2 separate regions of the Sus scrofa genome follow, and region 1 is linked to region 2. The links are chromatin contacts, called in public Hi-C maps. All regions are on one chromosome and are shown on one strand. Each heading gives the region's core, a stretch centred on a gene start, on an enhancer-like site or on the middle of the called end of the contact. The rest is flanking DNA. Distances are from core to core; before and after follow the strand shown.

Region 1 (5,236 bases), core at 2,461-4,960, 180 kb after region 2:
GGATCCTGCGTTGCTGTGGCTCTGGCGTAGGCCGGTGGCTACAGCTCCGATTCGACCCCTAGCCTGGGAACTTCCATATGCCGCGGGAGCGGCCCAAGAAATAGCAACAACAAGACAAAAGACAAAAAAAAAAAAATATACATATAATCATATTATCCTATGTTTTTCGTTTTCACATAAGTAAAATAAATAAGCATTCAGTATACTGGCCACCTAATTAGTTTATGCCTTCTATAGCTGAAATTTAGTTTAATTTACATTTCTGCCAAATTAAATTTACCATTTAAGATGTGATAGGCATTGAGAATTTTCACTAGAATTACGTCCACTAAATTCAGACAACATTTACTAATGTTTACACATTTAAGAATCTCTTAGCATATATATTGAAAAGCATGAATTACCGTACAATAATACCATGCAGACACTGAGGCTATCTGGGGCAAGGTGGTTTGGGTACAAAGGGGGAGTACTGATGGTGGAATGAAAGACAATGTTAACTGTGTCCAAAGGCTTCATGGGTTGGGTTAATGTACCAGCCAAAGCAACCAATGCCAGCAGGTTTCACATCTGATCCACAGAATGATTCTTCTTCATTTCTGTCTCAACATTGTGGTTGCCGCTGACATTACTTACTTTCTGTCCAATAGATACATCCATACCAAGAAGGTAGACAAAACATACTTGTTATGGCTTCATTGTGCAATGAAAAATCATGAAAGTTGGTGAAGGCATGCCCTTTACCTTAGATACGTGTTGGCTAAATGGAGTGTGTTATCCCATTGGTTCTTAATGTCAGTTAGGGTTTGTGGAACCAAAGGAGCTTTGCTGCTCTCAGCCTGACTCATGATGGTCTGTATTTTGGCATCCCCTTCAGGTTTTAGTAAAATGATTTCCTAAATTAAATAGAAAAAGGATCTTAAAATCTCATTTGTATTACTTAGGGCTATTACATTAGGATATCTTTTTATTCATAAACATTATTCAGAGATTTTAACTACAAAGTAGATTTAAAAATTACCCTTTCATTTTTATATATGCCCCCAATACAAAGGCATCTCCTTCACATTGTGTAGAACTGGTTCTCAGTAAACATTTGTCAGGTTGGTCTAATTGCCCTCTTGATTTTCAACTGCCCTCAAAGAAATTACATGCCAAGAGATGGGATTAAGATGGCAGAATAGAAGAAATGGAACTCACCTTCTCTCATAAAAACAACAAAATTAAAACCAAATACTGAACAACCTTCAACCAAATGGACTGGAAACTTTCAAAAAAGATATCCTACTCCAGAAGACAAAGAGTAGGCCACATCAAGATGGTAGGAGGGGTGATTATGCAAGAGAAGCAACCCCATACCCGCTGGGTGGGCAGCCCACAGACTAGAAAGTAACTATCACAGAGACTCATCTACAGGAGTGAGAGTTCTAAGCCCCACCTCAGGTCCCTATGCCTGGGGATCTGGGCATTGGGAGAAAGAGCCCCCAGAGCATCTGGCATTGAAGGACAGTGAGGCTTGTGCACAGGACCTCCACGGGCCTGGGGAAAATGGAGACCCCATTCTTGAAAGGCAAACACAGGCTTTCATGTGCACTGGGTCCCAGGGCAATGCAGAGACTCCATAGGAATCTGGGTCAGACTTGACTACAGTTAATGGAGGATTTCCTGGGAAAACAGGGGATGACTGTGGCTCGTCATGGGGGAAGGACATTGGAGGCAAAGATCTCAGGAATATTCATTAGCATGTGTTCCTCTACAGTTGGCCATTTTGGGAAAATCAGGCCCCACACATCAGCACAGAGAAGCCCCAGCCCAAACAATAATCCAGGCAGGATTACAACCCCATCCATCAGTAAAAAGGCTGCGTAAAGACCCCCCAGGCACATAGCTGCCTCTAATCTTACCCAGAGACAAAGCCCCAACCACAACAGGATAAGAATCAGCCCCACCTACCAGTGGGGAGGCAGCAGTTCTTCCCATCAGGAAGCTTACAGCAAGCCCCCATGCCAACTTCAGCAACAAAGGGGGCAGACATCAGAAATAAGGGAGGCTACAACTCTATTGTCTGTAAAAAGGACACCACACCAAAAACCTATAAAAATGAAAAGGCAGAGAACTGTAACTCAGATGAGGGAGAAAGGAGAAAAAAAAAAAAAAACAGCAGAAAAACAGCTAAGTGATCTGGAGATTCTCAGCCTCCAGGAAAAAGACTTTAGACTGTTGATGCTGAAGATGATGCAAGACATTGGAAATAAACTGGAGGCAAAGATGGATAACTTACAGGAAACACTGAGCAAAGAAATACAAGATTTAAAACTTAAGCAGAGATGCAAAATACAATAACTGGAATAAAAAAAATTCAGTAGAAGCAACAACAGCAGAATACAGGAGGCTGAAGAACAAATAAGTGAGGTGGAGGACAGACTAGTGGAAATCACTAATGCAGAACAGAAGAGATAAAAGATTGAAAAGAAATGAAGACAGTCTAAGAGAACTCTGAGACAATGTTAAACGTACCAACTTCCATATTACAGGGGTGCCAGAACAAGAAGAAAGAGAGAAAGGGACAGAAAAAATATTCGAAGAGTTAATAGCCAAAAACTTCCTTAACATGGGAAAGGAACTACTCACTCATATCCAGGAAGCACGAGTACCATATAAAATAAACCCAAGGAGGAACACCCCAAGACACATATTAATCAAACCAACCAAAATTAAAGACAAAGAGAAAATATTGAAAGCAGCTAGGGAAAAGAAACAAATAACATATATGGGAACCCTGATAAGGTTATCAGCAGATTTTTCAGCAGAAACTCTGCAAGCCAAAAGGGAGTGGCACGATATATTTAAAGTAATGAAAGGAAAAAACCTCCAACCAAGATTACTCTCCCCAGTAAGGCTTTCATTCAGATTTGAAGGAGAAATCAAAAGCTTTACAGACAAGCAAAATCTAACAGAATTCAGCACCACTAAACCAGCTTTACAACAAACTAAAGGAACTTCTCTAGGCAGAAACGAAAAGGCCACAACTAGAAACAAAAATACTACCAATGACAATGATCATCAGTAAAGGTATACAGTAAAGGCAGGAAGTCATCCACACACAATTATGCTACCAAAATCAGAAATCGTGAGAAGAGGAGGGTACAAATACAGGACACTGGAGATGCACTTGCAAATAAGAGACCAACAACTTAAAACAATCTCGTATGGAAATTATATGCCAAAAAAATCCCTAGCAAATCCTCCTCCTGATCCATGACGTAGTTAAAAATGAAGAATTGGAATAGCAACCTGAACAAGACGTTTTTATACTCCCGAGGCTGGGTTTATGGCTTTCCAGAGGGAAACACAGAGTGCATCAAGCCAACTCTCGTTTCTCCACCACGACAGAATTAATTGCCACCCTCTGCTCTTTCCTTCCTTTGCTCCAAACACCAAGTCCCCCTCCTCCCTGGAAACACTACCCCAGATTCACCTTCTCTGGAAAAGCTTCCAGATATAATCCCAAATGATTCTGATGATCTAAGTCAAACCAAGAGCTTAACTTTATCTTCCTCTACACTCAGTGTCTAACAACTTAAGAACTATACAACCCACTCAGTGTCTAATACCCCCTTAGGAACCAGACAAATCTACTCTGAAGGCAGTTCCTCTCCAGCCCTGCCCCTGACATTGCCATTGCCTCTGAAGCACTGACACACATTCTTCTGACATCCGAGCAAACTTGCACCTGCCACAGCTCTAAGTAATCGTCTCTATTCCAATCCCTCGGCACTCAGTGAGGATGGACAATCAGTAGATATTACCCTCACAAAAGTGGATATGCTTTCTCTCTTCTATATGCACTAAAATAATTTTAGACCCGTTACAGCCTTTCTCTTTTTTAAGCTCAATCATCGGAATTTCTTCACCCAATCCACAGTGCTATTTAAGACACGTTTGCACTTTTCCTCTAAATCTTTTCAAAATTAAGAGTTCGCTCCAACCTCTGAAATTTTGTTTCCACAGTCATACCTTTATTTTTTGGATTCTTTCCTCAAGAGGCATTTTGCCTTCAGATGAATTCAAAACCATAAGGGACTCTTTAATCCCTGTTATCCAATGAATCACATCATGTGCAAGATCATCAAACAGCTGGTCTTTGGCAGGAGGTAACTTATCCTCTTCATCAGTTTCACGTAATTGTCTCAATAATGTCTGGTATCTATCAATCAAACGTGTTGATTCCATTACGATCTCTTCTTCCTCAGTAAGCCCATATTCCTTCACTGAGTCATTCATCTGGGCTATAGTTTCAAATTGTTCACTGTAAATTCCAAATAGCATTGAAAGTTTATAGGAGCCAAGATACCACTTGTGAAATCATACTCCCAAGAAACATATTTCAAGCAAGATCAGCTATACCTCTTTCTAGCAAGAGTTTGGCAAAGTAGCTCAGTTTGCTCTCTTGATCCTCCCATTTCTTTCCATTTCTCTTCTTGATTAGCCAACCACTTACTCAGGTTTCTGTGGTCCTCCTGAAGTCTAAAAGAACACCACACACATTAGAATATAAAATCAGCAAAAAGTGTTTATCTGAAGAGAAGGCTGACAAAAATCTTGTGACGCGACCAGGTTTTTTTTACTGCTTTTTTTGGTTATTCTTTAGAGAAAGTTTAATTTATAACATTAAAATCTGAATAATGTAATAACCTTCATTATAGTGGAGTTCTAAGGAGCCATACATATATATCATAAAGAACGGGAAACAAAACAGAAACTATTTTTGATGCGATCCTGCTGTACAGCACAGGGAACTACAGTCACTTGGGATGGAACATGATGTAGGATAATGTGAGAAAAAGAATATATATATGTATGTGTGTGTGTGTGTGTGTGTGTGTGCAGGACTGGGTCACTTTGCTGTACAGGAGAAATTGACAGAACACTATAAACCAGCTATAATGGAAAAAAATAAGAATCATAAAATTAAAGAAAAAATTTTTGGACTCTCTCCTTTGCCACAATTCAAAGAAGTCTCCAAACTTCCACATTCCTAGAGCCAAACTTTGGATCTGAAGTACATATTTTATTTTTGAAATTTGTATTACTATGTATCCCACTGCTGGCTGTACTGAGGCAGAGTACATGTGAAGACATCATTAGCAAGCATGTTATTCCCGACATCACCTTTATTTCCTACCTTAGGAGCTGCTGCAAGCAATCATCAAGCTCCTTTGCTCGTGCCTGGCAT
Region 2 (4,986 bases), core at 379-2,878:
TAGCTGTATTTACAGGATACTGCTGAACACCTAGACCCCCAGTTCCTGAGTCTTGAAGACTTCCTGCTCTGGACCACAGCTTTTCACTCCTGCATCATTCCGCATGAGAACTGCAAAGGATCCTCAGCAGCCACCACCAGGAACACGAGGACCAGAACACCCTCAGAGCGCTATTTTCAGGAAGGCCAGGTGAGGGCACCCAAGTACTGACCTCCTGAGCAGCCCAGTTGTAGCGCAGGACCCTGGCAGTGTAACCTACCGTGAGTTCTTCCCGACACACCAGGAGAGCCTGATGGTTCGCCTCTGGGTCACGGATGTGAGCCTTCTGCCTCTGGCTCTCGGCACTCGCTAACCACAGCAGCAGATTTTGACTCAAGTGGTGGAAATCCTTAAAAACAAAGACATGGGGAGTTCCTGTCATGGCTCAGTGGTTAAGGACTCCGACTAGGAACCATGAGGTTGCGGTTCAATCCCTGGCCTTGCTCAGTGGGTTAAGGATCCAGCATTGCCCTGAGCTGTGGTGTAGGTTGCAGACGCAGCTTGGACTCTGTGTTGCTGTGGCTCTGGTGTAGGCCGGTGGCTACAGCTCTGATTGGACCCCTAGCCTGGGAATCTCCATATGCCACAGGAGTGGCCCTAGAAAAGGCAAAAGGACAAAAAAAAAAAAAAAAAAAAAGAAATGGTTGCTTTGCTCTTAGAACTATGAGGGCAGGTGTGCTGGGAAGCAGCTTGCTGCTTCTAATCCATCATCATCGTCTGCTCTTCTGGTCTTTATCCAGTGAATAAAAGGGCCAGAGTTAAACTAAATGCCAGGCCCCAAACAAAGGACATCAGAAAAGGAGAACATGCTGGGCATAGACCCAGGACGCGCAAGAAGGGTTCTCTCAAGTGAAAAGTGCTGGCAGAAAGGTGGGCTTCAGAATGCTCCACCTGACATCACGTAGGGCCCACACAAATTATTCCACAAATTTGCTAATTCAATGGTCACGCGAGACACCCTGACAAAACAGGCTGCTCATGGGCTCACGATCTTGAAGATGGAATCAGAGCTAACCTGGGCTGGGCATTTACTATGTGTCAGGAGCTGGGTCAAGGTTACAGAATGTGGTCCCAAAAAGAATCCTGTGAAGCAGGCACTGGAATTATTCCCATCTTCAGATAAGAAAACTGAGTCTGAAATGTTCAGTGATTGGCCCACAGCCTCACAGCTATTAAATTTAGCTGCAGAGCTGGGTTCAACTGCTCCCTGTTCCAGGGCAAGATTGCTCAGTCACTCTGCTATCTAGCCTTCCTGGCGGAAGGATAGATTGGGGGGGGGGGCGATATTGATGTGACATCTCCAGCCTCCCAAGGAGCTAGCTGGCACCCTCTCACTATGAGCAGGTCTGCACCTGGGTGGGAAACAAATGCAGGGCAAGAAGCAGGTCTCTGAGACAGTAGGTGGGCCTCTGGAAACAGATGGGGAGCACATGCTTCCTAATATGAGCCATATTTGGCTGCATCCAAGTGGCCCGATGTTGATAAAAATATCTGCCTCTCCCACCCACGTGGGCCTGGCTGTGGGGCCTCCGGGTGCTGAGCTGGCATACCTGGCACTGCATGAGCGACTGTCGTAAGCCCTCCCTCCAGCTCTCCACCGCCTCCTGGGCCGCGTCCCAGCGCAGGCTCAGCTGGCTGACTCGATCTTGGAGCTCTTTGGAGTCGGCACTCTCGGTCTGCAGAAATTCCTTGCTGCTCACATTGACAGAGACCAGCAAAGCCTTGTGGGTGTTAAAGGCTTTTACTATCTCCTATGGAAGAGAGAAGAGACTGGGTGAGGTGCTCTCAAAACAGGGATGAGGATCATTTTGAACCTCAGTGGGGAATGGATCTTCCAAATCCTTCTCCAAGCCACAGCCCCAGATACGAGGGTGACGTCGCCTGTGACTGGCTGGGGAGCATCAGGGGAGGGAGCTGCCTTACAAGGTCACCAGCTTGGCTGGGCAGCTGACGGACTGAGAATGGAGGCCTGACTCCTGGAGGACTGGCTATACTGGGGGCATGAACAGACCCTGCTGACCTCCAGTTGGCTTCATGATGACATTTCCGAATCAGATTAAAAGTCTTCTGGGTAAAGCACCGTTATCCTAAATTTGCCCCTAATGTCCCAGAAGTGCCATTCTTTAGGATGAAGGGTAAGCACAAAGTAAAACAGTAGTACGTGCGTGAAGATGGCCTGGATACCCCTAACCCCTTCCCTGGGTTCTCCCAGGAGCCCGGGCTCATGTTCTGAGCACCCACAAAGTGTAGGCTCAAGGTGCACCCCCACCCACCATGGCCCGTCAGTTCCAATGGGGCAAGGGCTGACTGTGTGGGTGACAGAGCCTAACTGGGTAGCAGAGTAACCATCTCAGGCCACTGAACTCATCAATAGGTGAGCTGTCCTACTCCCCCACCCCAAATGTGCCACCCCTGCTCCTGCCTGTACACATTTGGAAGGGTGTTTTAAGCGGCCTGCCCATTGCCGCTAGTGCCTCCAGAAGAGTCTTGAGGCACCTCTGAGGTCAGAGCAGAGCCACACCTCCCCAGCACTGCTCTGGGCTTTGGGATCATCTGCAGGTGCGCCTCTGAAGAAAACACAAGCCTGCATCCGTGTCTCTGCCAGTTACAGACATGAAACAGAGGAGATGGACTGGTACACACACCATGCCCCAGTCGACCCTGATGCCACTAACAGATCAGACGTGCTCACCAGCACCACCAGCACTTACACCCGCCCTCACTCACCTTCAGCCTCTTCACTCGGAGTTCTATCTCCTGCATATCAGAGGGAGGCTCTGCCAACTTTAATGTCTCCAACTCTGCTTCAGTTTTTTCCAGCCAAGTGGTAATGTCGCTGATACTGGAGTTAAGCTGCTGCAAGTTTTGCTTTATTCTGAGTTTCTTGTGAAGTTCTTGTGCTTGGATCAGCTCCCATCTATCAAAGTCACCTGGAATAACAAGCCGCCAACAAAAAGAAGCAATCACGCAAGTAGATTTCTCTGCTTCCACCTAATTCAGGGTCACAGTGATAAAACCCATCAGGGATGCTGGTTCCAAGAGGCCCGGGGTTTGGAGGCTATCAACTTCCCTTGGTTGTGGAACAGCATGTTGCCCTCACTCTGGTTCAAGGCTGGGGCCGCTGCATTCCCAACAAAGGCTGGAACCAGGTGGGGGGCAGCTAGGAGGCCCAACATGTTGCCAACAGGTGCTGTACTCCCCATATGGTGCTCCAGTTCCTGCTGGTTTTTTTTTTTTCCTTTCTTTTTTTTTTCCCCCTTAGGGCCGCACCCACAACATATGGAAGTTCTCAGGTTAGGGGTTGAACTGGAGTTACAGCTGCCAGCCACATCAATGCAGGATCTGAGCCATGTCTGCGACCTACCACCGCACACAGCAATGCCAGATCCCTGATGCACTGAGCGAAGCTAGGGATCAAACCTGCATCCTCATGGATACCAGTCGGATTCGTTTCAGCTGTGCCATAAAGGGAACTCCCTTCCTGTTTTGAGGGGCTTTCTCCTTGTGTCTGTGAATGATCAGGTCAATGCAACGAGTATGACTTTAGGCTCAGCTGAGTCATTGCCTTTAGGGTCTCCCAAGGAGATGCCCAATACAACTCTTTATTTTCTTCACATCTGATCTTTACATACAAGTGAGGTCACACAGGTGAAAACAGGCCCTTCATCACATGAGGCTCAATTTATCAATATTTAAGGAATAGTTTCCGAAGTAAAGTGAACAGCCTAGGCATTTGTCCATAAATACAAGTCAGCTGATTCTAAAATGACATTGGCTGCCATAGGCCCAGTTCAGCAGTTTTGGTGAGTAACACAGTCCATTCCTAATTAATGTTCCATTGAGCCATGACTTAAAGTAAATGCCCAGCTAGCCCAAAACTCAGTCTACCTCTATACCAACTGCCTGATTTCGCCGTACCTGACTGCTGCCTGGTGAGGGGAGCCAAGCCCTCATCTTCCTGCCGGGGGTTGCCATTCAGGGCTCTTGGATCCTCTCTGCCACCACCGGTGACTGGGGACAGCAGCAGCTTTACCTAGATGGGAACACTTTTTATGTTACCATCTATACATTTTTTTCACTTAACATTTAATAGTTTATTGGTATAAATGTTCTATTATATTACCAGTTATTGTTGTCCATCTGTTACCATGCCTTGTTTATAAATTAAATTTATCACAGGTATGCATGTAAAGGGAAAAACACAGTATAAACAGGGTTTGGTACCACCTGTGGTTTCAGGTACCCATTGGGGTTCTTGGAATGAATCCCCCATGGATAAGGAGGGACTTACTGTACTTTGAGTTCTATATTTTTTTTGAATTTCTATTTTACTTTTATTAAAGTTGATTTATAGTGTTCTGTCAATTTCTGGTGTACAGCACAGTGACCCAGTCATACATACATACACATTCTTTTTCTCATATTGGCCTCCGTCATGTTCCATCACAAATGACTGGATATGGTTCCCTGTGCTGTACAGCACGACCGCATTGCTTATCCATTCTAAATGCAATAGTTTGTACCCACCAACCCCAAACTCCCAGACCATCCCATTTCCTCCCCTTCCCTCTTAAAGGCTGTCTAAAGAATGTCTTGGTTCATATTAACAAGTGAGAAATGATGAGAGCCCTTCTCTTCACAGGGTAACTGGCTGGTAATACAGAGGTGCTTCAGTGTCCAGGGAGCATTTCTAAGCATGCAGAGCTGAGGGCAGAATAAAGCCTCAGCGGAAGCCCAGGGAGGGGGACGTAGGTGAGATGTCAATATTGGGAATAAAATGGCCTGATTTGATTTGAGGCTAACGTTCCTCAAATGAACCATGCAAAAAGAGTTACAAACAATCGTTGAGCTTACCAGACTGTTTTTATGTTAGCACTTTTACATTTGCAGTGTTTTACAAAATTTTAGTTACTCTCCCCCAAGCCTCAGCCACTCTGTGGAGCTGGT

What was found. Hi-C and Micro-C count contacts between places; a contact is called where the count stands out from the background.
Region 1: a Hi-C map of fetal skeletal muscle shows a contact between it and region 2, with 1.8 times the contacts expected there. The contact joins two enhancer-like sites. A contact is called at or near these places in 3 of 47 Hi-C or Micro-C datasets (embryonic fibroblasts, fetal skeletal muscle and skeletal muscle).

Annotation. Positions count from the first base shown.
Region 1 is chr1:194,091,056-194,096,291 of Sscrofa11.1, forward strand. It overlaps SYNE2 (nesprin-2), which reads right to left. Exons shown (of 117, transcript XM_021074116.1): 40 at 5,186-5,236; 41 at 4,408-4,527; 42 at 4,018-4,309; 43 at 745-896. Among named protein-coding and RNA genes, the nearest start is that of ESR2, 250 kb to the left of the region's middle. Within about 2 kb of position 3,711, at least 1 of the 83 cell types and tissues checked has an H3K27ac peak or open chromatin away from gene starts, as enhancers often do. A contact at or near this core is called in fetal skeletal muscle, where this site is marked.
Region 2 is chr1:193,915,858-193,920,843 of Sscrofa11.1, forward strand. It overlaps SYNE2 (nesprin-2), which reads right to left. Exons shown (of 117, transcript XM_021074116.1): 110 at 3,958-4,072; 111 at 2,767-2,969; 112 at 1,590-1,790; 113 at 260-388. Among named protein-coding and RNA genes, the nearest start is that of ESR2, 74 kb to the left of the region's middle. Within about 2 kb of position 1,629, at least 14 of the 83 cell types and tissues checked have an H3K27ac peak or open chromatin away from gene starts, as enhancers often do. A contact at or near this core is called in fetal skeletal muscle, where this site is marked.